Regions from separate parts of the Mus musculus genome. Here region 2 is linked to region 1. A link is a contact called in public HiChIP or PLAC-seq data. All regions are on one chromosome and are shown on one strand. Each heading gives the region's core, a stretch centred on a gene start, on an enhancer-like site or on the middle of the called end of the contact. The rest is flanking DNA. Distances are from core to core; before and after follow the strand shown.

Evidence for each region. HiChIP or PLAC-seq counts read pairs in DNA pulled down with a chosen protein or histone mark.
Region 2: a contact with region 1 is called in an H3K27ac HiChIP or PLAC-seq map of embryonic stem cells, with 2.1 times the contacts expected there. The contact joins the promoter of Tex261 here to the promoter of Dysf in region 1. A contact is called at or near these places in 1 of 39 promoter capture datasets (pre-B cells) and 2 of 115 datasets of contacts at active chromatin or transcription factors (embryonic stem cells and pancreatic cancer cells).

What each region holds. Positions count from the first base shown.
Region 1 is chr6:84,018,116-84,020,815 of GRCm38.p6, forward strand. It overlaps Dysf (dysferlin), which reads left to right and starts at 1,271. Exons shown (of 55, transcript NM_021469.3): 1 at 1,271-1,493. The coding sequence starts at 1,403.
Region 2 is chr6:83,774,444-83,777,143 of GRCm38.p6, forward strand. It overlaps Tex261 (testis expressed gene 261), which reads right to left and starts at 1,369. Exons shown (of 6, transcript NM_009357.2): 1 at 1,211-1,369; 2 at 575-654. The coding sequence starts at 1,280. Gm52907 (predicted gene, 52907) reads left to right here and starts at 1,492. Exons shown (of 2, transcript NR_168047.1): 1 at 1,492-1,783.

The DNA.
Region 1 (2,700 bases), core at 21-2,520:
AGGGTGCTGGCCTGGCGCTTTTTTTTTTTCCCCAAGATAGGATTTCTCTGTAGTTTTGGCTGTTCTGGAACTTACTCTGTAGAGCAGGCTGGCCTTGAAGTCACAGAGATCTGCCTGCCTCTGCCTCCTAAGTGCTGGGATTAAAGGTGTGTGCCACCAAATGGTTTACATTTCTTTTAAAAATAATTATTTATGGAGAACCTGCTCCATCAGGATCTTTTTGTTTCCTCCTCCTCCTCCTCCCCTTCCTCCTCCCCCCGCCTCTTCTTTTTCTTCTTTGGCCATATTTTCAAGCAGAGCCCATAGGCTCTTTTTGGTGGTGTGTTAAGATTTGAAAGCATGACTGAATAGTTCAGGAGAGTAGAGGAGGAAATGGAAATAGAGTTTGGAGGCTCTTTCAAAAGGTAATGCAAAAAGAGCGTGTGGTTGGCGTTTAGGCTGAGTGGTGTGGTTCCCACATGTGTGTGCTGTCAAGAGAGAGGGAGACTGGGCAACTTGAGAATCGCTGTCTGACCGCTAAGCATCCACATAAGCAGAGTTGGTTGTCTGCCCTGCCAAGTCATACAGGGAGCAGGTGTGGAGGGCACGAGCAGGATATCCCCTCTGAAAGTGTTGTGTCCCTCAAAATGAAAAGGGCCGGGACCATGCCCCCGCCCCACCCCCATTTACCTGCTGGAGTGTGTGGGGGTGGAGGTGGGGAAGAGAAGCTTGGGTGCTGTTGGGAAGGATCTTCCTAAGCTGTTACAGGATCAGACAACACACAGATGCGTGCTCAGGACTGGAATGACTTAAGGGTCGTGACTTTAGCAACTTTCTCAACCTTGGAGGGTGAAGAGTGCAAAGATTGTTGCAGTGGAGAACTGCAGGAAATCGAATGGGCAGCGACTGGGAACGTAGTGTGATTTGAGTTAGACCTCAACAACTCTAGGTGTCGCCAGGAGATTTCCGTGGCAGCTCACTAGCAGTTGTGCCTGGGTCACTGGGCACACAGTGCGCACTTATTCGGCGTTTACTGCGAGACTCTTTGGACCCGCGCTACCCCAGGCAACAACCCTGCCCTGTTCTTGCCAGCCACTCATCCAGTACCTCGCAGCAGCGTTTCCTTCTCTGGAGACCCTCAGAACAAGGCACCAGTGCCTGGTCCAGAGTAATTCCTTGCTCCTCCTTGGCCACCGCCCTGAGGGCGGACCCAGGCCGGGATGGAAGGAAGGATCCGCCCCCTGGGTGTACCTTATCCCACGCGCAGCCTCGCATTCTAAGCTGACCAAGTCTCCGCGGAGGCGCAGCAGAATCAACTGCTCTCTTGGCATAGCCATCCTGGATCTGAACTCTGGCAGGGCAGTAGTGACTGAGTCCTAAGCTCCTACTCCCTCTCCGTCCCACGCGCCTGGGCTGCGGAGCCATGCTCTGTTGCTTGCTGGCAAGGGCCAGCAACCTCCCCAATGTGAAGAAGGACCGGCGCAGCGATCCAGTTGCCAGCCTGATTTTTCGAGGTGAGAGTCCTGAAGCCACTTCATTCAGGCTTGGGTACCATCCGTTTGTTTCTCTGCATCTAGCTTTGGGGTCTGTGGGCCCAGATCAGACCAGGAATCCCGCCCCAGGACTGACAGCAAGGAAACAGCAAATGTTACAGAGTTTAGGAAAACTGGAAGTACTGTTCTAGGCCAGGAGTTATTACTTTCCCAAGACAGTACTCAGAAGGAAGAAAGGCTGGATAGTGGGCACAGGGTGGGTTGGAAGACGCAGAGGGTAGCGGTGTAATCAGGGCCACCACATAACTGAACTGGTTTGTGAGCGTTTTAATAGTGCTCTTTGAAAGTTACCGTCCCATCCATCTATCCATGAATCTGACTGAACACTGTCCGTTTGAATGGCCAAATCTCAACCAGAAGGAAGAGGAACTGAATACTATGGATGTGGCTTTGTCGCAGGAAGTCTGAGGAGTGTCTGGGATGTGGGATGCTTTCCAAATTCAAGTTGCTAAGTCTTGTGCTGCTTAGACCAGAAAGGGTTTCTCTGCTGAGACTACTTCTTCCTCCACATATCTGGCCCTTTCACTATGGCTTCAGGCAGATTCCCAAGGGAGGGGTGTCTCAGGAGGGGAAAGGGAAGAGGAAGGACCTGTCAAAATGAGAGAAGGGACAATAGTGGTGAGTCAGGACCCCAGTTCTGCAGAGAGAGATAAATAAGGAGAGGAGAGAGGGCTTCCTCTCACCAGGAGCTGTACCCCGGGGCTCTGCGGAAAATATATTTAAAAAGGAGAGCAGCGTGTAGAGAAACTGAGGCACGGCTTGTCACAAAAGTGTTAACCTTTGTGACAACAGTGGGGACATCAGGATTCCAAGGGTTTGTCCACTTTACATGCAGCCCCACCCCCAAATAATATGAGAGACAGGGACTGAGCTGAGCTCCAGATCACGTGTTTGTTCTTGGTCTCGGGTGGTCGCGGGTGACTATCCGGCTGATTCTTTTGCAAAGTGTGATTTGAAACATCCTAGGCCTCCCTGGTGTTTCACTGGTCAGGCTTGCCAGGGTGTTCCTGATGTCAGGAAACTTTCAGCAGGGTTCTTCCTTCTTTCTCCCCTGACCGTCTCTCAGCTGTCGCCCAGACTTTCACTATACGGAAATTGTTAGGGAAGTTGGGTATACCTCAGTGGTAGAGCACTTTTTTTGTGTGTGGTGTGTGTATATATGCATGTA
Region 2 (2,700 bases), core at 119-2,618, 240 kb before region 1:
AGGCGACTGAAAGGTGAACTTTTCTGTCCAAAGGTATCCTCCCCCCCCCCCCCCCCCGCACCTCAGTCTTCCTCACAGCCTCTCTAACAGGGACAGGGACCAAGTCTTCAGGAAAAGAAACCTCCATGAGGGAAGAGAAAGGGCTGGACATTCTCCCTTAGGACAAATGACACTGAGTGGAGAGAGGGCAATAGCTAACTAAGCGTTACAAACTGTCCTTATTGTCCCTATAAGTTCTAAGCCTGGGCTGGGATTGGGGACCTGGTGTTAGAGACCGTGGACACTGTGAGACAGACACAGGAAAGCGAAGCCATGAATACCTATCAATGAAATATCTGCACTGTCACCTTAAGGAATGGCAGTAGGTTGTGAAACTATGCCACCTGAGGCTGGAGGGCCAGGGGTGATCTGGACCCAGGAGTGCAGACTGCAGGGCAGGGAAGCAAGTGGGACACCCTCAGATCCTGGGTTCTCAGCACCAAAACAGCCCCAGCTCAAACAGTCCCCACTTCCTGTTTCTGATGTAGGGCAAACAAGCCCTGGGTGACTACTCCAGGGAAAAGCGGCCACTTACCCAGATCATGTATTTGATGATTCGGCTGGTGGCCACCGTGTACTCTTCTATCAGCTCTGCAAGGTAGTACAGTCCAGCCGCTGGGTAGGAGAAGGGGGTCCCAGAGGGAGGGGGACAAACAGGAAGAGATCAGCCAGGGACACTCCCACCAGCCTGCTCATCCTGTAGTCCCCCACCAACCCTCCTCAGACTCCAGGAAGTCGGGAACAAGCCAAAGCACCCCTGGGATGTCCTTCTCATCTGCACAAGTAGATAGAACTTTGCCAAGACAACTGTAGAAATATTGGATTTGACCGCACAGCATAAAGTTAACCTCTGTTCCGGGAACCTTAAACTTCACTCGTCAATCAACACCTGCAGAACACTTAGTTTACAGGCCGGGTGCTGTACACTAGCACACAGCCGGGTGAGACAGACAGGGGCCTTCCCCCTGTCCCAGCTGGAGGGGACAGGCTGAGTAGGGAGCTCAGGGCTCCAAGAGCAAGGATGCGTCTCGGGAACCAAGCATCCCCACCGGAAGGTTCCGCAGAGGTCCAGTAGGACCAGCTCGGGGTCGTCAGCGCCCAGCTGCAAAGAGCAGCAGCGGTTGGCGGCTCGGGGCATCGGGGCGCGCGCGGCCCGGGTCAGCGCTCTCACCGACGGCCAGAGTGATGAATGCCACCTGGATGAACAGCGACAGCCAGCTCAGCACGTACATGAACCACATGGCGCCCCCCGGGCCGCCGGGACGGGCCTGCGCGGTCCGGCTCCCGCGACACTGAGCGGCCGCCGCCGTGCTGTCCCCGCCCAGAGGACGCCGAGAGGAGCAGGGCGGAGCGCCGCGGCCCCTGCGCCCCCGCCAAGCCCGCGAGCGCCGCTAACCGGCTCGGAGGATCGAAATCGCGCTGCACCCGGTACGGAGCGCCTACACAGAGCCCAGATTGATTGGAACCAATCCTGGCTCAAGCCTGCTCCGCACAGCCTTGGATCCTAATTTTCTGGGAGAGGAAGATTCCCTTCTCTCAGGTCACACACTAGGAAGCCGCATAATCTGGAATCCCAGGTGCCTTTAAATGGTCACCTTCAGCCTTAACTCTCCCTCTAGGCTGAGGTCTTTTGCAATGCAGGTCTTCACTTTTGCGTGGGGACTAAAGCAACAGCTAAGCACTGACTGTACTTGCGACACCGCAGGTAATCATCTGAGAGAGCACCACCTAGTGGCTGACACAGGTAAGCTCAGAGTGCCAACAAGCCTCTTATCTCAAACAAACTTTTTGTTTGTTATTTTCAGAAAGGGAGGGTCTCATAGCTCAGGCTGGCCTTTGAACTGTCAACTCTCCCATCTCCAGCTCTCAATTGGTAGGGTTTCAGATGTGTGGAGTCTCCGTACTAGGGCAAAATATAACTTTGGTTTTGGTTTTGTCTGTTTTGATTAAGGGTCTCTATGTAGTCCTGCAACCTGCTATGTAAATCAGGCTAACCTTGAACTCACAGAGACCAGCCTGCCTCTGCTTTATCCCAAATCCTGGGATTAAAGGTGTAGAAACATCATGCAAAGATCTTTTCTTTTTTTGAAACAGCCTTATGTGCCTCCAGGCTGGCCTTGGTGACACTAAGTAGTTTTGAGTGCTGGAATGGTAGATATTATATGTTAAGGACTAGGTACAATATTAAGGCCTAGGTAACTGTCACCTGGCCAGCCTGCCATTATAAGGAAACTTGCTCATGTTTCTACTGTTACTAGGAAACTTTCTAATGCCAGGATTGGTTATGTATTCTGTTTTGTTCTGTGCCCTGGGAAACCAATCTAAATAGAAATGCTTTGCATGGTTACTCACAGCAAGTTTGGGTCTGAAGTGACCATCCAACAATACTTTCTGCACCTGACTATAAGCTTTTATGGGATTTGCTGTTATAAGCTGCCCCTGGGATGAACCCCAACATAAGAGATATAAGAAACTATTTAAAATAAGACCCCCCCTCCATTTTGAGTAGGGGTCAAGTAAAGTTTAAGTTCCCAAGACTTCCCTGGGAACTGACTTCCTAATTGGCAGAGAGAGACAGGTATGTGGGCAGCTGACATCCTGGTTAACAAGTTAAGATATGAATTTTAGTCAAAACAAGTCCCATCCTGGTAGACAAGTTAA